3 separate regions of the Mus musculus genome follow, and regions 2 and 3 are each linked to region 1. A link is a contact called in public Hi-C and HiChIP or PLAC-seq data. All regions are on one chromosome and are shown on one strand. The core of a region is the stretch at or near the end of the contact, and the rest is flanking DNA. Distances in the headings are between cores, read along the strand shown. Region 1 holds the start of Hook1 (hook microtubule tethering protein 1). Region 2 overlaps Ift74 (intraflagellar transport 74). Region 3 holds the start of Plaa (phospholipase A2, activating protein).

Region 1 (4,341 bases), core at 883-3,382:
GGACATAATAATTTCACATATAAACATAATAGCTTAATATGTATATATTAAATATATACATAATTATATGGTTGTGGTCTTATGGTTGATTCTCTTATATCTAAAATTATATTTAATATAAATTAGTTATAATAATTTATTCATGAGATCTTTTCTCTATTACTAAATATTCTCCATTGTTATTTTAATTAAATATGGTTCTTTAATAATAGTCTTGCTTACTAGACTAGTAATTAACTATTACTTGTCATTGATTAACGTTGAACATATAATTGATCAATCAATACTTGTAATTGATTTGCAATATGTTACTTCAGTAATTTCTGTGACTGAATTTGTGATGATTTCACAAATGGAAGTATAGAATTATTCCAAAAATGGAATTATGGGTTTAGATAATATGGTTAATGTAAAGTTCTTTGGAGTTGGAGAGATGGCTCAAAGTTAAGGGGACTGCTATTCTTACAAAGGACCAGAGTTCTGTTCCTAGTCCCTAAAGTAGGCTACACAAAACTGCCTGTAAGTCCAGCTCCAAAGGATTTGATGCCCTCTTCTGGCCTTCAAGGGAACCTGCACACATGTTGCAGACACACAGGAATAAAAATAAAAATGTATCTTTAAATTTTCCCAATAAATATGCCAAACTTCCCTTGAATTTTTGCTTTAGATTTATATTCATTTCACACTTGTCAGAATTAGTCTTTTTTTTTTTTTTTTTGCTGTTTTTCAGTAATGTGATTTTCTAACTTTTCAAATTGGAAAGAATTGAAATTTTAGTAGGTCACTTATCTGTGGGTCTCAGTGATAAACGTGCTTTAAAGAGTGTGTGGTTATAGTAATTCACATTGCAAAGTTTACAATTCCCAACTTACATTATTTTCATAATATGTGCTTATATTTTAGCCAGAGATATCTTTAGAAATGTAGAGGCTGTGGTCTCTACCCGTAACATTGAGAGCAACGCGGGTGGTGGTGGGGGGGGGGGAGGGCGGGGGTTGGGAGAGAGTCACAATACCGACTCTTCAATTCTTTAGGCCTATAGTTTTCATGAAGTTTCATTAGTATTTATTGTGTCTAGAATACACTTTAGCAAAATTGTGAGGTTGCGTCGAAAATGCCCTCACTGTATTTTTAAAATGAAACTGATTTATAACAGGGGGTTTATAATTTATTGTCCAACAGTTTTGCTCAACGTTTAAATATAAAAATCACAGAGAGTTAAGCGAACCAGCTGCCTCTTAATACAGAGTATGAATTGATGGATTAATGAATGAGTGAAGTGGTGAGAACCAAGAGTTAGAATAATATTGTAGCCCCTTCCAATAATGACACAATTTATCATGTTGGATTGCCACTTTCCAGATTTTATGGACCATGCCACCAACATCCTCAGTGGACACATCATTATTATTATTTTTTAACATAGAAACGAGCAGGTAGGGTACACAGATACAGCCTATGCTTTTTGAACACTATTTAATTTTGCTATCTAAAAACGGCCTTCCCCTTTGCCCCATTTAAAATGAAATCAGCCACAACCTGTGATTCTGTGAGGGCTTCTTTGACTTAGGCAGCATGGAGGTCTGTTTTTTCCTTAGGAAACACGTTTCTTGGTCACGTGGTTCCTCTTGCTTTGGGGGTTTCAATTCCTGAGCACTGTGGTGGGGAATGAGAAGAGGCTGGAGGCTGAGAGTGGGTCTGTACTAGTGCTAACCAGGAGAAATGGAAGGTTGGCCTCTGAGCCCTCCACTACCTTTGGCCACTCTAGCTCGCGCAGGCGCGCTCTCCTTCCTACCCCCAGCCCCGCCCTCATTGCACCTGCCAGGTCATAAACCTCCGCCCACCCACACCCGCTTCGCCTGGCGGTCCGGGCTTACCCCTCCTTGATTGGCCAAGAGTCTCTGGAGCGCGTCCAATCAGCAGCCCTCCTGTGCGACCTATTCCCGCTCCTCCCGCCCTGCCGGCCTCGCTGGTGCCCAGCTTCTTTGTGACTGGTGCTCGCAGAGGTCACTCAGCGTGCGGTGTGCGATCGGCGGGCGGGGCCGGCTCAGGTGCCGGGACGCGGGACAGACGCGGTGGGCGAGGGGGCGGTCGCGCCGCGACGTCTGCGCCGTGAGGCTTCGCGCGTGAGTGGCGCGGGCGCCAGGCCTGGCCGCCGAGCTCCAGTGGCGGGCGCGGAGGTCGTTGACGCGGGCCCGGTCGGAGGCGCGTCCGTCGCTGTGAGCGCGGCGTCGAGGTTCTCGGACCATGGAGGACCCGCAGCCGCTGCCACAGTCCGAGCTGCCGCTGTGTGACAGCCTCATCATCTGGGTGAGTGTAGTTCCACGCTTGCCAGCGAGGCCACCTGCGGGGCGAGCGGAGCACGGAGCCTCCGGCTGCCACGTACACCTCCTCCGCAACCCTTCCGTCCCAGCCTCTGAGAGCTCCGCCTCGCACAGGTGACCAGGAGGCGCTGGCAGCCTCGGTTCCCAGATTGCTGTCCTTTTGGGCCCACACAGCACCCATGGCGGTGTAGACACAGCTGAGAGAGATGGCCAAATTACCTTTGATGTGGGAGCTCTTTTTCATTTTTTCCCCCTCTTCCTCCCCTTCCCATCTTAATACCTTTCTTTTTTTAAAGTAAAAAAGAATTGGCTTTTTTTGTTTACGCTTGATCCATGTGCAGGATTTTTTTAGCGCAGATTGCCTCAGTCCTCATTTTTTCCCAGTATTCCGGTGAGCCAAATGGTTTCTAACCTGTTGGAATTTCCTAGATATGACAGAACTGCCGTCCAGGTGTGATTTCTAGGCCTTTATTGTGCTAGGATAGTGTTTGATGCCCTACAGTTGGGTGTTGATAGCGCTGATGGCTCAACTCAGTTGTATAATTGTGAAGAGAGTCTGATTGGAATGTAAGTAGACTGGATCAGGAGGATTACATCCTCCAAGAGATTGACTGGCCATCTTCTAATACTAGCAAATCCAAAGGACAAATAGGGAAGATCTCTATGAGTGTTTGAAATTTGTAGTCACTTTTGCACTTTAGACTTTGATAACATGTTTTAAGTAGAATGTAGTTAGGATCTCAGGGTTAAAGCGTTTAGCTCACTGTAGACCTGCATGTTTATTTAAATTACTATTTAGGTTTAGATATTGTATTTAAGATTGTTAGGAAAGAAGGCAGTATTACTTTAATGATCCCATTTGTTTAAAAACAAATGTCTAATCATAGGGTGTATTCAGGTCTGCAATTTTGTGCTCTGATCATCTGACTGAGATGGTAAACTGGGTTCTTTATGATGTCACTGACTTCCCTATGAGGTCACATGGAGTTCAAGAGTTTCTTAAACTATACTGCAATATTTCCAAGTGCTATGACCATATCCTTTCTTAAAGCAGTATTTTGACTTCCTACTTTGTGCTGGCCTCACAGGAATTAGTTTAACTAGCAGAGTTGTGTATCATTACAATGAAAGGCAAAGTTCCCCAAGATCTAGAGAGAGAGAGAGAAAGAGAGAGAGAGAAACAGAGAGAGAGAGGGAGAGACACACAGAGAGAGAGAGAATGAACCAGATAAGGATTCATAGACAATAGAGGGTGAGAGGGTGGTTGGTTAGCTCTTGCTAATTGGCTCCTGCAGTGATCTCCCAGGCTGTTGTACACTGGAGAAAATTGAATGGCTGAAAATCAGTTATTGCTTCTAATCATGGCGGTAGATGCACTGTTCTCCCTGACACTGTCCAGCTTGGTGATGGGGAAGGACATGGTGGTTCTGATTCTTTTTAGGACGCTTCATTGATGCCCTGCTTGGCTCTTCTTGGAACCGAATTTTGACTTTCAGGCACAATACCACCTCCTCAGCTTTGGGTCTTCCTTTAAACTCTGTTCCTTCTAACTCTTTTAGAGCATTGTTCTGCCATTTATTTTCTTTTTGCTGTTGAATCTGTCTAACCCTGACCCCCAACTAAACAAGGGATCTCTGCATGTGCTCTTCTGATGGAGCTGTGTCCTCAACCTCCTTTTTACTTAAGTCAAGACACAGTCTAAGATTTCCAGAAATCTTAGCCTGAATTCAATATGGCTGGTAGACGTGTGAGACTTCTTACACCTCCCAAGCGGCTGGGAGTACATTCTTGTGACAGCAGGCACTGCTGTTTACAGCGTGATTCAATTAGCCATTTCCTTCATATGCTTTCATTTAACCTTTTACTATTTTAAAAATAACTAAGGCACCACTCTAGTTATTCCATGCTGTAATGCTTCCTCTTTCCCAGTAAAGTTACAACCCCCACACCTTTATACTTTTTCCTTTCACTGCTCAGCCCATTATATTTTAATTCCTTTACTTTTAAAAAAAAATAA
Region 2 (3,983 bases), core at 1,013-3,512, 1.3 Mb before region 1:
CAGAGGAATGGATACAGAAAATGTAGTACATTTACACAATGGAATACTACTCAGCTATTAAAAACAGTGCATTCATGAAATTCTTAGGCAAATGGATGGAAATAGAAAATATCATTCTGAGTAAGGTAACCCAGTCACAAAAGAACACACATGATAGGCACTTACTGAGAAGTGGATATTAGTCCAAAAGCTCGGAATACCCAAGATACAGTTCATAGAAAACATTTTCCTATAAGTGTTTGTTGAAATGGCACTTCGAATTCCTAGCCTATGGATTCTCAGTGTATATATCCAAGGAAGAGCAGCTCATTGTTCTATGGATTCTCAGTGTATATATCCAAGAAAGAGCAGTTCATTGTTTAATGTGGTTATTGACCTAGCAAGATTGTTTTTAAAAAACTTAGAGTTGTGATATCTTAACACACCTGAAACTAGCTTGAAATGCATATTCTGAGGTACTACCTGAGACTTCAGTTTGAAACTGTGAGAATAGTGCTCAGTGTTTTGTATATTAGCAAAAAGTCATACTAATATTTGATAACCACTGCTTTGGAAAATCATTGAGGGCTTTATGTTGTATTTGGTACATGCCACGCACTACTAAGATGGAATCTAAAATAAATACTCTGTTCAAACAAACTTCTACAGAGTTTTTTTTTTTTTTCTTATAGGTAGTGAGGCCTTTTGAGCAATAATTTAATTCTTACCAATTTAGAGATTTTAGTATTTTGAAGCACTCTTACCAAGCTCATTCTGGCCTGGCACTATTGACTGTTGACTATATCTAAAACTATCCAAAAAGCTTTCGGGGTGTGTCTATGAGGGATTAAGTTGAGGTGGGAAGACTCGAATTAACTAAGAATAGGACCATTCTATAGGGTGGGGTCTTACAGTAAATATAAAGGAGAAAAAAAGCCACACACCAGCATTCATCTTTGTTTGCTTGTAAACTGTAGACCAGTTGTTACGACTTTCTTTCAGAATGGACTGTACCCTTCTTGTATGCCTTCAAGCAGTATGTAGAAATTGTATCTCACTACTGAGATATATATATTCTATCTCTATGGCAGCACTGAGATAAGTAATTAGTATATGCACAGTACCCCCCCCCCCCGCCTTAGTCACTCAGAGGCTTCTCACTCTATATTTTAAAGTACACCTTGTACTTATAAGTACTGTTGTTTCCCTGCTGAAAAGGGACATGTCTACTATAATTCAACTATTTTGCTAGTTGGACGAAGCCAAAAGTAAAAAGTTAGTCATTAATTTTTATGTACTCAACATAGCAATTTAAAAGTATTTGAAATAGGAATTTATTGCTTACTGCTACATTGGCATGAGAGAAGTAGGTGTGTGGTGGGGGAGGGGGGGTCTAAATTCAAAATAGGGAATTTAGCAAGCTATCCACACTAACTGAAATTGAAATAGGAATTGCCTTGGCTCTCTATGTTGCGATAAATCTCCTCCCAAATATGCCCTGGCAATGAAAACACGACACAATTAATATGAATACATGCTGTGCACCTAGATTAGGCAGATCTACCGCTACACTACCATCTTCCACAGCTATGAGCTCCACAGAATTAGAGAGTCTCCTGCCAAAAGTGGTATTCTTTCCTTGCTAGGAGACCATGCTAGTTATTTTTTAGTCAACTTGACACAAACTAGAGTCATCTGAGAAGAAAAAGGGAGGCACAGGCAGGCAGATTTCTGAGTTCAAGGTCTACAAAGTGAGTTCCAGGATAGCCAGGGCTATACAGAGAAACCCTGTCTTGAAAAAAAAAATTGCAATACCAATAAATGATAAGGTGTCTATTTCCTTTAAATCCATCCCTGTCAAACCACTCAAAATATCATCACGTAAAGTCGAAAAGATATGTATTGTTTCCCATCTTTAAGTATCAAAAGGTTTTTATGTCAATAAACTACCTTGTCTGGAGCCCTTTGTACCTTCATCTCCATGATTCTTTATGCATACGAAGGGGCTGGGTGTAGAAAGACCCGCGTGGTCATGTGTGTCCCTAGTTCGGGTTGCAGCTGGCAGCGTATGCTTGTGTGCTGATTTCAGGCAATCCGCAGCATAAACAAGCAGTCAGGAGAACCAGTCTGGCTGTCCTAGACATGAGGGTGAGGGAGGCAAGGGGGGGGGAGCGAAGGATATGGAGAAGCGAACACAGAAAAGCTCTCTCAGGCATAGATGCCCCTATTAGTTCACTGTGTCTGCTCAAAAACTGCCTCGCAGGCAGTTGTGTTCCCTACAGTTCCAGGCTGAGGTGCTGCTCTTGGCTGTAGCTCTCTGGGAGTTGGGTGAGTGAGCCTCTCTGTCATTCTCTGTAGGCCACTCAGTTAGGCAGATCTACTGCTACACTACCATCTTCCACAGCTATGAGACCCCTTAGACCTTGGGGTTTCTCTAGGCCACATGCTTCTGCTCTGCTTTTCCTCCTCCTTCCTCTCTCCCTCCCTCCCTCTCCCTCTCCCTCTCCCTCTCCCTCTCCCTCTCCCTCTCTCTCTCTCTCTCTCTCTCTCTTCCTTCTTTTCTTCCTTTCCGCTTCACTTTCCCTCCCTCTGCTCTTTTATTTTACAAATTAAGGTGGGAAGCAGGTTTACAAGAAATCACCAGAGTGCTGACTCATTCCTTGTTCACAACCCCTCACCGGACAACAGAATTGGCATCAAATATAATTATCCCCAGGGCTATCCACAACACTCTAAATGAATGAAAATGTTAGAGGGGGTCTAAAATAATAGTTTAGTATGAATTAATGTGGTGTCACCCCAAAGTCAGCTAAAACAATAGTTTGTATTAACAAAAAAAACAAAACAAAAAAAACCAAAACCGGTTATGGACTGTGTGTGTGTGTGTGTGTATACATACACACAAGTGTGCACAGTGCCATGGAGTCTAGAAGAGATGCTGGAACTTAGGAGTTAGGTAGTTCTAAGTTAGGTAGTACTCTGGTGTTGAGTACTAGGAAGTTTGATCTTTCTTTAGAGCAGCATCATAACCAGCTCCCCTTAGCCATCTCTCCAGCTCCAGAAACTAATTTTCTATTGAGAAATCACAACATACACCAGTTTACTAATGCTCTGACTTGTCTCGTCTCAAGAGTGATCAGGAATTTGTTTTGAAGTTTGGGAATCTTTGAGATATGCAGGAGCTCTGTTCCATATAATCATGCTGGCCAGATATGCTTTCCCAAGAAGGGAATCTAAATCCCAATCTAGTAAGTAGTTGGATGAAAGAATTGGAAAATTTGGCATCAATTAAGTGTTTTTAAGTTACAGGACTGAATGAGATTGTCATTGGTATAGTACAGGTTTAGAAGTCAGTGAAGGACTAGAGAGTAGACTCAGGGGATAAAGATACTTGCCCACATGTCTGGCATCCTAAGTTTGATCCTCATAAACCACATGGTAGACAGAGAGAGTCAGTTCTCATAAGTAGTTTTTTTACCTTTACATGTATGTTGTGGCATGCTTGAATGCACACACATGCGCACATGAACAAAATAATACATGTAAAAAATGAATTGAGAGGATCTCACCTATGCAGTGCAGAAGCAATACATGAAAATATGTCAAAAAGGGTTTATCACCAGTGGCAGGTATTGCAGGGTGAGAGAACTGAAACTGCCCTTGGGTTGGATAATGAATGGTCACCAAATCTCCTTGGGAATAGTCTTACTGGAGTAGAAGAGAAAGCCTCCCTGAAGTATCTCTGGAGCAGGAAAAGGAAAAGATGAGCTATGAACAGAATGCATGTGTAGGAGATTCTCCTTCGTTTAGAGAAAGAAAGATACAGTGGGAAGTTGTTAAGTAGCCTAAAATGCAGACCTTCCCTGTAATCCCTTAATGCCTTAACTAGTCTCAAGAGTGGCCAGCTCAGGGAGCTAGGACTTTTTTAGTAAGCTAGGCCTCAGCAGGTTCAGAGGTTCCTCAGTTTGCTGCTGCTATTTGGATATTTACCATCACGTGATCTG
Region 3 (3,901 bases), core at 1,265-3,764, 1.4 Mb before region 1:
AGATAAAATGTAAGGTCATAAATTTTAAATTGTATCTCCAAATATGGGTAGCTTTCAAGAGGCCAATCAATACAAAGACAAAGATGCTGAAGCCATACCTCATCTCTCGCACCCAGAAGTCTGTGACAGAGTAATGGAGTCAGATTTAGTGTGATGCCAGTTTAGAGAGGTCTGAAGCCGTGTGAAACCACAGCAGGCTGCTGGTCTAGTTCATAAGACCACGTTTTCTCTGCTAAGCTGTACCTTTTGTTTTTTTCAGTGGACTTTGGCTAAAATCTAGCTGTTAAGTCCACCCTAAAACCCATCTTTTTACCTCCTAAATTCTCCCACCACTCTCTTGGTTCATCAACTACAAAAACAGGCATCCTTTAGAATAGGTACTCCTTAAACCAATGTTTTCATCCTTTTAGAAAGATATATGCTTCTACTGGACTTAGTTTCATTTGTTGGCCACTGAATTTAGGGTCTTACGTAGGCCAAGCAGTGAGCTACGTGCTATACCCCAATATTTCTGAAGTTTATTTAATGAGAACAAGGACTGTTTTAGAGGTACAATTTTCACCAATAATTATAATTATTCCTAGTTTTATTAAGCGGTTTAGGATATTAGACTCTGAATAGTTGGAAGAGACTATGTGAGGCCATATCCAATTCAACACAGCGGTTGGCTCTTGAACATTCTTACTCTACTCTACCATCCTCCAGTGGCTGCACTGCAAAAGCCATCAAACAAATCTACTTCCATGCTTTGCCTTTAGACTTTTCTTTATTCTTTTTTTTTAAGATTTATTTATTTATTATATGTAAGTACCCTGTAGCTATCCTCAGACAGCCCAGAAGAGGGCATCAGATCTCATTACGGATGGTTGTGAGCCACCTTGTGGTTTGCTGGGATTTGAACTCAGGACCTTTGGAAGAGCAGTCAGTGCTCTTAACGGCTGAGACAACTCTCCAGTCCCCAATTCAAGTGTTTTTCCATATAAACACTACAACCTGGCTTCTGCTAGCCTTCAGGACCTGCACTCACGGCATACTATGTCTTCTGCCTCTCTGGAACGTAGCTCTCCAACTACAGTTTTTCCACTTTAAAGTTCCCCCAGTCCACCCTTCAAGATCAGCTTACTCAATCTAATAAGAGATATCCGCTTCAACACACACACAGGAGAAACACCTCCAAGAAAAAAAAAAGGTTCCTACTAATATCTTTCCGGTCTAACTCTATATTCTCACGAGAGAATATAATAAAGTTCTGTAAACAGAGAGCACCTGTCCTCCTGTCAGTGATGTCTTTCTCCCCAGGAAATACATATATATGTATCTCATCATCTAAATTCAATTTACCTTCCCAAAATCACTAGCCTGTTTGCTGTCATAAAATTTTCGACTAATCAGGGCTTTAAACGCAACCTCTGATATTGATTTGGGCTGGATTTTAACTTTTTGGTTATTTTATTTATTTATTTATTTTTGGTGGTGGTGGAGTGTGTGTGGGTGGGTGGGTGGGTGGGTGGGGGGGAATTGAAGGCAGAACTTCAAAGCAATGATAATTTTTCCTCCTCGAAAAAACAGAACATTCCTACACAACGATAACATTTGAGGAGGTTCATCCTCTCCTCCCCAAACAGACTATAACTTGGACAACCAAGAGAGGACACCATGTGTAATTCTCTGTAAAGCAATTACTGAGAATTATAGTCTTCAAAAATTTAAATCTGAGGGATGACTACAGAGCAACTCCTAAGATCGGAGCCCGAGGGGCAAGCCAGAAGTTTTCATCGAGCCGAAACTGGGAGGGCGCAAGCAGCAATAAATACTAAAGACTAAAAGAAACCTAAGGGGTTATCTGCCAAAGCTGAAGGCCCTTAAGGTGTTTTAAGATGCTCGTCCAAGGTCAAGTCGCCCGTTAGTGGTCAAGTTAGGACAGCCAGCCAGGTCCTCCAATCCTATCCATACTCATTCCCCCGAAATCTTGTCGGTTTCACAGACAGCGCCCGAAAAGCCAAAGCTCGGGACTCGGCAGGGAGGCAGGAGCAGCGCGGACACCAGGAAGAGGGAGAGATTCAGGGCAGGGAAGGAGGGTCACTCCTCCCACGTGTCTGCAAGCCTGTGGTCCACCCGCGGGCGGCGGGACTAGCAGCGCTCACCTGTCTGGAGCCCAGAGGCGGGTGGTCCGATCCCGGGACACAGACACAAAGGCTCCCGGCGGGTAGAGGCAGCACACCAGGCCCCTCACGTCCAGTTCGTGGCCCGGGAGCGAGCAGCTCAGCCGGTATCTGGAGGCGCCGCTCGCCATGGCCAGCGTGGATCCGGAGCCCGGCCCCCGGGCACAGCGCGAGACTCGTCCACAGGCCCGAGCCGGCGTGCGCCAGGCTGCGGCCCGAGACCCGCCTGCAGGAGAGGGGCGCCGGAGACCGGAAGAGCCAGTCAGCCGGTGCGGAAGGACCGCGGGGGAAGGGGCGCGCCGAGCCGCCTGAGTGACACAGCAACCCTAACACACACGCCGGAATTCATCATCCGCCGCGGCCCGCGGTGACGCAGAGTGTGTGCGTCGGGCTGCTGAGCATCACGGACCGGGCCCTCTATCCTTCTGCGCCCTGGATCGCCGGCCGAAGAAGGGACGGTGAGATCAGGAAATTCTGCGTAGGCGCCGGAGGTCTGGGTCCGGTCGGAACCCGGTCCATTTCAGAGAACAACCGAAAATCTGTAGTAGTTGGAGGAGGGTAAATCGGAACTACAAATCCCACAATGCCGAGCGTCCCGAGTGACTCGCCGGCGCGCTGAATCCGGATGTTTTAAATCTAGGTGCTCGTTTGACTACTCTGAGTAGTAGAGCAAAATTGCTTGTTTGCCTTACGCCACGATTTGTTTGCCCATTTTCTGCTTGATTCTGGAGAGTCTCCCAAGATTTTCATCAGTTAATTGTTTTTTTTTTCATTTAAGATGACTGAATCTGAAGCCAAAGTGGGAACTTTTAATGAACTTGCCTTCACCTCAAGCTACCCCCTATAATACCAGATTTTGCAGAATGATCGGGTGCCCATTCTCCCCTAACGTGACCACTGTTTGCCCGAGGTTTGGCGCAGAAGGTCTAAGGTGAAGCAGAAAATGCCTTTAATTATTTAAAAGGTCTTACGGTAGCTCGGGCTAGCCTAAAACTCGTGGTTCCTTGCTCCAGTCTCTGAACTCTGAAATTACAGGTGAGAATATATATTTTTAGCCAAACCCCGATGGTGTAGGTAGGAGTCTCACTACATTGCATTGAGATTGTCAGTCTACATTGTAGTAAAGTTAGCTTTCCGTATTGTAGCACGGCATCCATCACACCACAAACCTTTGTTAAGTTGCCAAATCCAATTTGTGTGTTTTTCTTCACTCTTCTTAAAACTTTCATTCTAGGCTTGAAATCACTATTCCTCTGTGTGTGTGTGTGTTTCTCTTGACTTTAGCTCTGAAATGTATTATTCCACTTTGTTCGGTAACCCCAATAGCTTTTCGTTATTTATTTTTTTATGTCGATTTATTTCATGAATGTAGGTATACTGTCGCTGCCTTCAGACACACCAGAAAGTGGCATCGGGTGCCCATTCCAGATGGTTGTGAACCACCATGTGGTTTCTGGAAATTGAATTCAGGACCTCTGGAAGAGCAGCCAGTGCTCTTAACCACTGAGTAATCTCTCCAGCCCCAACAGCTTTTCGTTCTTGAGAATACACTGTTGTATAAGGCCTTCCCCATTTCCCTAATTTATTTTGCTAAGGTCTTTTCCCTTAGGTGTGTGTCTGCCTCAGCCATATTGAATTTGCCATCTTTCTCTGAACATACCATGTTTGAAGTTGTTGTTTCTAGATTCCTAAAACAAACAAAAACTAGTGCTATGAGAGGCTGATGCAGGAGGATCATG

Evidence for each region. A called contact is a pair of places that touch in the nucleus more often than the background predicts. HiChIP or PLAC-seq counts read pairs in DNA pulled down with a chosen protein or histone mark.
Region 2: an H3K27ac HiChIP or PLAC-seq map of embryonic stem cells shows a contact between it and region 1, with 6 times the contacts expected there. The contact joins the enhancer-like site here to the promoter of Hook1 in region 1. A contact is called at or near these places in 4 of 39 promoter capture datasets (the C10 cell line, cranial neural crest, embryonic stem cells and 1 more), 1 of 484 Hi-C or Micro-C datasets (bone marrow-derived macrophages), 2 of 115 datasets of contacts at active chromatin or transcription factors (embryonic stem cells and large pre-B cells) and 1 of 9 other capture datasets (adipose tissue).
Region 3: a Hi-C map of LSK cells shows a contact between it and region 1, with 5 times the contacts expected there. The contact joins the promoter of Plaa here to the promoter of Hook1 in region 1. A contact is called at or near these places in 3 of 39 promoter capture datasets (cranial neural crest, embryonic stem cells and maxillary cranial neural crest), 5 of 484 Hi-C or Micro-C datasets (CD4 T cells, CD8 T cells, LSK cells and 2 more) and 12 of 115 datasets of contacts at active chromatin or transcription factors (the 230-238 cell line, DN3 thymocytes, astrocytes and 9 more).

Annotation. Positions count from the first base shown.
Region 1 is chr4:95,965,247-95,969,587 of GRCm38.p6, forward strand. Hook1 (hook microtubule tethering protein 1) reads left to right here and starts at 2,133. Exons shown (of 22, transcript NM_030014.2): 1 at 2,133-2,310. The coding sequence starts at 2,248. 9530080O11Rik (RIKEN cDNA 9530080O11 gene) reads right to left here and starts at 2,409. Exons shown (of 2, transcript NR_045776.1): 1 at 1,878-2,409.
Region 2 is chr4:94,672,884-94,676,866 of GRCm38.p6, forward strand. All of the region lies in intron 13 of Ift74 (intraflagellar transport 74), which reads left to right. Among named protein-coding and RNA genes, the nearest start is that of Mir872, 9.7 kb to the left of the region's middle. Within about 2 kb of position 2,263, at least 9 of the 459 cell types and tissues checked have an H3K27ac peak or open chromatin away from gene starts, as enhancers often do. A contact at or near this core is called in embryonic stem cells, where this site is marked.
Region 3 is chr4:94,600,733-94,604,633 of GRCm38.p6, forward strand. It overlaps Plaa (phospholipase A2, activating protein), which reads right to left and starts at 2,515. Exons shown (of 14, transcript NM_172695.2): 1 at 2,145-2,515. The coding sequence starts at 2,293. It also overlaps a transcript of Ift74 not described here.